3 separate regions of the Pan troglodytes genome follow, and regions 2 and 3 are each linked to region 1. The links are chromatin contacts, called in public Hi-C maps. All regions are on one chromosome and are shown on one strand. Each heading gives the region's core, a stretch centred on a gene start, on an enhancer-like site or on the middle of the called end of the contact. The rest is flanking DNA. Distances are from core to core; before and after follow the strand shown. Region 1 holds the start of ZNF512B (zinc finger protein 512B). Region 2 holds the start of STMN3 (stathmin 3). Region 3 holds the start of ZGPAT (zinc finger CCCH-type and G-patch domain containing).

Evidence for each region. Hi-C and Micro-C count contacts between places; a contact is called where the count stands out from the background.
Region 2: a Hi-C map of stem cell-derived neural progenitor cells shows a contact between it and region 1, with 3 times the contacts expected there. The contact joins the promoter of STMN3 here to the promoter of ZNF512B in region 1. A contact is called at or near these places in 1 of 7 Hi-C or Micro-C datasets (stem cell-derived neural progenitor cells) and 1 of 1 datasets of contacts at active chromatin or transcription factors (stem cell-derived excitatory neurons).
Region 3: a contact with region 1 is called in a Hi-C map of stem cell-derived neural progenitor cells, with 3 times the contacts expected there. The contact joins the promoter of ZGPAT here to the promoter of ZNF512B in region 1. A contact is called at or near these places in 1 of 7 Hi-C or Micro-C datasets (stem cell-derived neural progenitor cells) and 1 of 1 datasets of contacts at active chromatin or transcription factors (stem cell-derived excitatory neurons).

Annotation. Positions count from the first base shown.
Region 1 is chr21:70,315,250-70,317,825 of NHGRI_mPanTro3-v2.0_pri, reverse strand. It overlaps ZNF512B (zinc finger protein 512B), which reads left to right and starts at 1,293. Exons shown (of 17, transcript XM_024352133.2): 1 at 1,293-1,416. LOC107970101 (a long non-coding RNA gene) reads right to left here and starts at 1,183. Exons shown (of 3, transcript XR_008541285.2): 1 at 842-1,183.
Region 2 is chr21:69,992,980-69,995,555 of NHGRI_mPanTro3-v2.0_pri, reverse strand. STMN3 (stathmin 3) reads left to right here and starts at 1,272. Exons shown (of 5, transcript XM_514783.9): 1 at 1,272-2,067. The coding sequence starts at 2,049. LOC107972506 (a long non-coding RNA gene) reads right to left here and starts at 2,293. Exons shown (of 2, transcript XR_001715143.4): 1 at 2,178-2,293; 2 at 397-1,044.
Region 3 is chr21:70,046,383-70,048,958 of NHGRI_mPanTro3-v2.0_pri, reverse strand. It overlaps ZGPAT (zinc finger CCCH-type and G-patch domain containing), which reads right to left and starts at 1,287. Exons shown (of 7, transcript XM_525387.8): 1 at 1,081-1,287; 2 at 1-93. The coding sequence starts at 65. ARFRP1 (ADP ribosylation factor related protein 1) reads left to right here and starts at 619. Exons shown (of 8, transcript XM_009437655.3): 1 at 619-773; 2 at 1,543-1,641; 3 at 1,902-1,989; 4 at 2,203-2,285. The coding sequence starts at 1,549.

The DNA of each region.
Region 1 (2,576 bases), core at 44-2,543:
AAGGACGGAGAAGGAGAAAGGAGAGAAAGGAGAGGAGGGGAAGGGAGGGGAGGAGAAGGGAGGGGAGGGGAGAAAAAGAAAGAGAGAGAAGGGAAGGAAGGAAGGAGAAAGGGAGGGAGGGAAGAGAAGGAAGGGAAGGAAGGAAGGAGAAAAGGAAGGGAGGAAGGAATAGAAGGGAGGAAGGGAGGGAGGGAAGAGAAGAGAAGGAAGGAAAGAGAAAAGGAAGGAAGGAAGAAGGAAGGGAGGGAGGGAGGGGAAGGGAAGGAAGAGAAGGAAGGGAGGAAGGGAGGGAGGGAAGGGAAGGAAGAGAAGGAAGGGAGGAAGGGAGGGAAGGGAAGGAAGAGAAGGAAGGGAGGGAGGGAGGGAAGGGAAGGAAGAGAAGGAAGGGAGGAAGGGAGGGAAGAAAAGAGAAGGAAGGAAAGAAAAGGAAGGAAGGAAAAAGGAAGGAAAGGAAGAAGGAAGGGAGGGAGGGAGGGAAGGGAAGGAAGAGAAGGAAGTAAGAGAGGGAAGGGAGGGAAGGAAGGCAGGCAGGCAGGCTCTCCTGGGGGAGATTCTTGTGGGTCCTGTGCCAGTCCCGTGTGGTGCCTCCTACCCGTCCTCTTTAGGAGAGCCACACCTTTCTCTGTCTCATTCATTCCCAAGTCCTGTGCTGTCAGTGCTCCGCCACCTCCAGACCACTCAGCCCACACCGGACCCCAGTGCCCCCTGCCTGCAGAAGCCCAAGCTGTGGGGCAGAGAAGGCCCTGGCACTGGTTCAGAACCACTGCCCCCAGAGCTGGGAAAGGGTGACCCAATGGTCAGTGACCCCAGTAAAACCCCATGGCCTTAAGCCGCCAGGCACCTCCGGGGGTCAGTCGCAAAAGTGGTCTCAGGGCCAGTTGGAAAAAGGCTGAATCCTGCGCTGCCGGTGCACGGCCCCCAGGGCCAGAGGTCAGGGTCCCGAGCCCAGAGACCACCCTCGCCGCGCGGGCCAGGATGCGGCGGAATCAGGTCGCCTCAATCCGTGCGCGCCGGACTCCGGGCAGTGCCTAGCGCCCCTATCGGGCCTCAGTTTACCCCACTGTCCAAAAAACGTCCCCCGCCCCAGGACGGCAGAACCGGCTACTCTGGACTGCGGGCCCGGCCGACGGGGGCGGAACCGCGGAGCGGGGGAACCACAGGCCAGCGCCGGGCCCTCTCCCCCGCCCCCGCCCCCTCCCCGCCCCCTCCCCGTCGCGGAGCGGCCGCGGGAATAACGCGAGAGTTCGCCCCCTCCCCCCCGCAGTAAAACTGTCAAAGGTGGGAGGGGCGGGAGCGCGCATGTGCGCAGCGCGGCGCGCAGCCTGCGCCGCCCGGACCCAGCGCCCCGCGCCCCGCGCCCCGCGCCCCCCGGCCCGGCCCGGCCCGGCCCGGCCGCAGCCCCGCTGGGCGCCGCAGGTAAGCGCCCGGCCGCGCCCCGGACCCATTCTGGCCGCAGCCCCGGCGCCCACCGCGTCCCGGATCTCGACCCTGCGCGCAGGCCAAGGAGGGGGCCGGGCCCGGAGCCCCCCCGCCCCCCGCCGCGCCCGAGCCCCCGCGCCCCGCGCCGGCGCCGTCTTCCTGCCTCCTCCTTCTCCAGAAAAAGTCGCCATTTTGGTTCACTGCCTTCGCCCCCCCACCCCGCGCCCGCGATCGGCCCTGCCCGGCCAGGCCGAGGCCCGCGCCCCGCGCCCCGCGCCCCGCGCCCGCTCCCGGCCCCAGGTGACAGGTGGGTGGCGAGGCTGGCCCCAGGTGCGCGTCCCTGGCCGCGCTCACCCGCGCGCCAGGCCTGGGCCGGGGTCCCGGGCCGAACGGCCTACGCGGCAGACCCGCTGCTGGCGTCTCCTGCGCGCAGCGCGGCGGAGCCCCCTCTCCCCGCGAGGGCTCTGTGTCCCCGCTGGGCTCGGGAGGGCCGAAGCCCCTTCTCATCCGGGGCGCCAGTCTCGTCTCTGCCTCCCAGGCTGGCCCTGGCCTCAGGTCCCACTATTCTGAATTCTTCTCCCAGGCTTCAGAAAAATTGGAAGTGGGGCCTCAGCAGGCACCTGCACCCCAGGCCACCGGGGTCATCAGGTGCTGGGATGACTCATGCCGGCCCTGTCTCCTTTCAAAGTTGCAAAGTGAGGGCTTCCAGAGAACTTTGTCCCCGGACACTGGCCTCCCCCTTGGCAATGGGCAGTGACTGTCCTGACCTCTGACCTCAGCTCTCTGGCCCTCCTGGACACAGCAGCCCCTTCCCATCCCCTCGGATCCAAGTTAATTAGAAGCTATCAGGAGGGGGCCACCTGCCCACCCAACCCTCACCCTGCTTCCTGTCCCACCCCCTTCCGTGGCTTTTCCACAGGGCTGGGCCCAGAGTCTCCTCTGCTCCCCAGCTCTCAGGATGGGGTTCCCAGCAGCACAGGCCCTCGGGGGCCCCAGCCTTGGGCAGCAGGGCGTTCTCTCTGGCCAGCATCCTGGGCCTTCACTGCTGGTGCTTCCACGACTTGTTTGGCTGAAGTGGTAGTGGTGGGTCTGTAGGCAGAGGACTGAGAGGATCCAGAGAGAGGTGGGGGGCGGGTCAGCCTGCCAAGCCTGGAGAC
Region 2 (2,576 bases), core at 23-2,522, 320 kb after region 1:
TGTGCTCCAGATGAGGACACAGAGGCTCTGAGAGGGCCTGGCCAGAGTCACAATGAGTGTGAGGCATTGCAGTGCTCTGAGCCTGACTGGGTGGGTCCTACCCCACCCACATGAAAGACTCTGGAGGTCCCAGAGAGGGCTACTTCTCTTGATCCCTAGCACCTGAGCTCCAGCACCCGGGGCTGGAGTCTGCCTGAAGGATGCTGACCATCCCCAACTGCTACTGTGGTGGCCAACAGGGAGGACACAGCTGCTGTGGTGGGCAGCTCTGTGTGCCTCTCTGCCCTTCTTCCTCCTTCCCAGAGCTGGCTTCCTAGGAATGGCCCAGGGGCCAACACCTCTGTGTGTATATTAGTTTGATATGGCTTCATAGCAAATCACCACAAAACCAACAGCTTAAAACAACTCCCATTCATTACCTCCTAATTCTTAGTAACGCAAGGCTGAAACCAAGTGGGCAGCTGGGCTCAGTTCTTGTGTGGAGGCCCTGGGGTCAAACCTGCCTCCAAGCCCATTCTCTTCTTGTTGGCAGAACTCACTTCCTTGCAGTTAAGGCCTTGTTGTCTTGCTGGCTGTTGGCTGGGAGCAGTTCTCAGATCCTTGCCACGTGGCCCCCTCATCTCAACAACAGAAAACCTTCTTTGGTTTGATCCCTCCGATTTCTTCAACCAGCCAAAGGAAACTGCTTTTAAAGGGCTCCTGTGATGAGGTCAGGGCCCGCCTGGTGATCCTCCAGTCTTAAGGGTACCTCTGGGCCACACAATGTCACATTCCTGGGCATCACCCCCACCAGACTCACAGTCCCGGGGATGATGCCGGCTTGCACGTCAGGGGTCAGGACTCTCCAGGCCACCCTAGGATGTGACTGGCCTTGGGTGCTCCCAACGCACTGCTAGAGCTGAGGCTTGCCCCTGGCTTTTGTGTTGCTGAGCCAGCCTCATGGCTCTGCAAGTCTTCTGAGGTTTTCAGGGTTTTGCTCCTGGCCCTATGACTTAGTTGCTTGTAGGGCAAAGCACTTTTCTCCCTGCCTCGGTGGCTTCATCCCTGCAATGGCAAAGACGCTCCGTTTGCCTACCAGGCTTTCCCTTTGGGAGTTATGAGGAGAGGGGGAGGCAGGATAGGTTGCCCCCCACTCACTAAGTGCGCACAACCCTGGCACCCCTCCTCTCCATCGTCTGGGGGCATCATTGTTTCATCTTACCCCTGAGAAACAAAGGCCCAGTGAGGTCAGACGCTTGCCCTTGGCCTGGGCCACACAGTGAGTGGAGGTCAGAGCCCAGGCGGGAAACCATCTCTTTCACCGCAAAGCCTTTGTTCTGGCCTCACTCCTCCACTTTCACTCTTCTCCGCTCAGATCCTGCCCATCCCCTGGGCTCACAGGAGATGCCCCTTGGAGGCCTCCGGGCCAGCGCCCACCCCTGTGGCTGTGGCATCCTCTCCGATGGCAGGCACAGACCTGGACCCTGTTGGCGCCAGCCCAGCCTACAGCGACCTTGGCGGCGAAGAGCTCTGCGGCCCCACCCCATGGGTGGGACCTGCTCCTCCGGCATTGCCCCTGCCCCGCCTGCCCTGGGGAATGGGGGCTCATCTCCACCCCCACCCCACTCTCAGGCCTCACAAAGCCAAGGTGGGGAAGCGGCTGTCCCGCTGTGAGCGGTTGGAGGGTGGGGGGTCTTGTTGCAGTTCGGGTAGCCCCCCTCCTCCGCCCTCTCCCCCTGAGAGCCGCGGCCCCTTCCGCAGCCAGGCGCTTGCTCCTCTCTCTCTTCCTCCCTCCCTCCCCCGCCCCCGCAGTCTCTCTCTCTCTCTCCTTCCCCCAACACTCCCTCCCTCCCTCCTCCCCCCAACCCTCTCTCTCTCTCTCTCTCTCTCTCTCTCTCTCTGTGTCTCCCTCCCCCCACCTCTCTCTCCCGCCGCGCCCGCCTCCCGCCCGCCCTCGCTCCCTCCACTCCTCTCCCCTCCCCTCCCCGGCACTGCAGCACTAGCCGTCTGCAGCTCCGGCCGCCACTTGCGCCTCTCCAGCCTCCGCAGGCCCAACCGCCGCCAGCACCATGGCCAGCACCATTTCCGGTAGGCTCCCGGGCCACGGGCTTTGTGGGGCGGCGGGATCTGAGCAGAGGCCTCGTCTGGCCTCGCCTGGGGCAGCGGCCGGCAGCGGACGCCAATTTCCCTTCTCCTACCCTGCGCAGTGCAAGCCTGGGCCCGACCCGCCCGAGGCTGGGGTCTGCGGCGCCGGCGGGGCTGGTGGGGCGCTGGGCTGCGAGGCGCCGCGCCGGGGAGCGCTCGGGACCGGGACGTCGGGCGGGGGCGCCTCGCCCCTGGGGGAGCAGCGTGCCACGCAGGGCGCGACTGCCGCAGGGTGGCTCCCAGACCCGGGCGTGGGCTCGTGACCGGGTGGGCGCGCTCGCGATGTGCGGGCGGGGTCCCTGGGGCGTCCGGCGACCCGAGATCTGGGTCCGCCAGAGCCTTCGTGGGGAGGCGGGGAGAGGGTGGGACCCTCTGCCAAAGCCCCAGCCGGGAACCCGGCGCTCCCCGCGCCAGTGCAGCACAGGGGCTGGAGGGGGCGCTGAAGGAGGGGG
Region 3 (2,576 bases), core at 38-2,537, 270 kb after region 1:
AGCTCCACCTGCTGCAGCTGCGCACGGTAGGTCTGCAAGGCCGACTCCAGGCTCTCCTCGTCCATGCTGAGAGAGGGAGGCGCTGGACCAGGGCTGCAAGAAGAGAAGCCAGCTGAGCACCGCGTCTCGGGACCGACCCCACAGCCTGAGGACGGGCACGGGCACGTCCCCTTTCCCTCGGGGAGACACCGGCTCAGAGGCACAGCTCCCAGCGCAGAGGTCGCAGCCCGGGTACCCCCGCTCAGGCTCCGCGCTTCCCTTCCGAGCCGCCGTGGGCTCGCCGCTAGCCGGGTCCCGCGTCACTCCGGAGCCCCCTCCCCGCGGGGCGCCCCGCCGCCTGACCCTCCGCCGAGCCCACCCGCCGCGCCCGCCGCCTTCCAGGCCGGCCGCGCCCCCCCGCCCGGCGTCTCTTCTGTCTGGCCAGGGCCGCGTCCCCGCAAACCGCGGCCCCCTGGTCCCCGGCCGGGCACCTCCTCCGCGCGGTTTCCCAGCCGCAGCCACAGAGAGCCCGCCGGCCTCACCGGCTAGAGCGGCCCGGCGCCCCCTTTTCGCCCCAGCAGCCGATCGGCACTTCCTCCCGAGCGCCGCCGCTTCCGGAAGTGCTTGGCGCGCGGGGGCAGCCGGGAAGCGGAGCGCGGAGGCCGCTGGGACGCGGTTCAGCTCATTCCCTGAGGCCGGCCCGCGTCCCGTCAGGCGCCGCGCGGGGTTAGCGCGGGGTCAGCGGAGGTCAGCGGGGGTCAGCAGCGGCGGCTCCGAGGGCGCGGCGGACGCAGGTAGGCCGCAGGCTGTGCGGTGAGGCGCGAGGCCCGAGGGGCGGCCCAGGACTCGAGGTGGGACGCGGGTGTGACAGGAGCCAGCTTTGGCTGCTTGTCGGGGAGCCTCAAACCTGGCGGCGGCGGCATGGGGCGGACGTAGCCGGGGGCCGCGACCCAGGTTCTTCCTTCGCAGTCGTTCCCTGCCAGCCGCGCGCCGCCTCCAGGTGCACTCCAGGAGCAGCCGGGCCGCTGCTCACCCGCCCTGTAGTCCGCTCCCCCCAGGGCCGTCCCCGTTTTAAGAAATGGGGTGATGGGGCGTCCCTACCCGGCGCCTGCAGGGGCTCCTGGGGAGCGCGCCGGTGGCTCGCTGCTCCCGGGTGGGGCGCGGGGCTGACGCTCGAGGGTGCTGTGGCCCAGGCGGGGCTGCAGCGAGTGTGTTCCCCGTTCCGCGCGCGTGAAGCGTGGGAGCGAAGCCTCGGGCGAGGGCGGGAGCGCGGCTGAGCTCACTGTGAACACCTGGCTGGGTAGTCCCGCGAGCAGGGGAGGGGCCGGAACCGATGTGTATTCGGAGAGGTCGCAGTCATCGCTGTGAGCAGGACACAGTGGCGGCTGACCTGGGAGAAGTTACAGAGGGATGGGGTGGGAGAGGGACGAGGAGTCGGGAATGGCCCCCAGGCTCTCGTCCTGAGCGGTCGGCTGGACGTGGGGCGCCACTGACCACCGTGGAGAAGCCCGGGGGAGGGGAGGTGCTTTCTGGCTGCACACTGACATATGTTGGGGTGCCCAGGGCAGGATGTACACGCTGCTGTCGGGCTTGTACAAGTACATGTTTCAGAAGGACGAGTACTGCATCCTGATCCTGGGCCTGGACAATGCTGGGAAGACGGTGAGTGCCCACGCCCTTGCGCGCACCTTTCCCACGGCCTGGCGGCGCCCCCTTCGGTGTTGTGCTGTCAGCTGCACGTTCACTACCCAGACAGAAGCCAAATTTCACCTGAGACGGCAGGATAGTCACCACCAGCTTCCTGAAGAGCAGAGTGTTGCTCTGTTTCTGTTTCTGTCTTTTAAAGAACAGACCTGAGTAAGGATATTTGGAAGCCAGTATAGCCCCTACTTGATGTGTTTCGCCTCTCCCTCTCTCCTCAGACCTTCCTGGAGCAGTCGAAAACCCGATTTAACAAGAACTACAAGGGGATGAGTCTATCCAAAATCACCACCACCGTGGGCCTAAACAGTAAGGCGTCTAAACAGCAGGGCTGTGGGTTTGGGGCCTTGAGGATGCCGTGATGTTCACAGTCCAGCTGGCCCGTGGCCACAGCCCTGTCGGGCCCCTCTCAAGTCTCATTTGAGTGGCACCGGCATGCTTTGCCCCATCCCCTGGGAGAGCTGGGACTGGGTGTGTCGAGGACCAAGGTCATGAGCCTTGCCTGTTTCCTCCTCTCCCCAGTCGGCACTGTGGATGTGGGAAAGGCTCGGCTCATGTTCTGGGACTTAGGAGGGCAGGAAGAGCTGCAGTCTTTGTGGGACAAGGTAAGACTCCCTGGCCAGGACCACCCCCACCCCAGCCCTCCAGTGCCACTTCTTTCCAGAGTGCACCCTTTGGGCCCTTCCTCAGCAGCTTTCCTTACCCACTCTGTCCCTCGGGTTTTCTCTCTGGTCCCATCCCAGGTTCCCGAGTGGCTCCCTGTTTTGTCCCAGCTGAACCCTTAGCTGAAGTTGCCCCAAAAGTGGTGGTAGGGGAGTTTCCCACTTGGGAGTTCCCTGCGATGGGGCCAGTGGAGATTCCAGGGAAAGAATCACTAAATGCCAAGGCGATCAGAT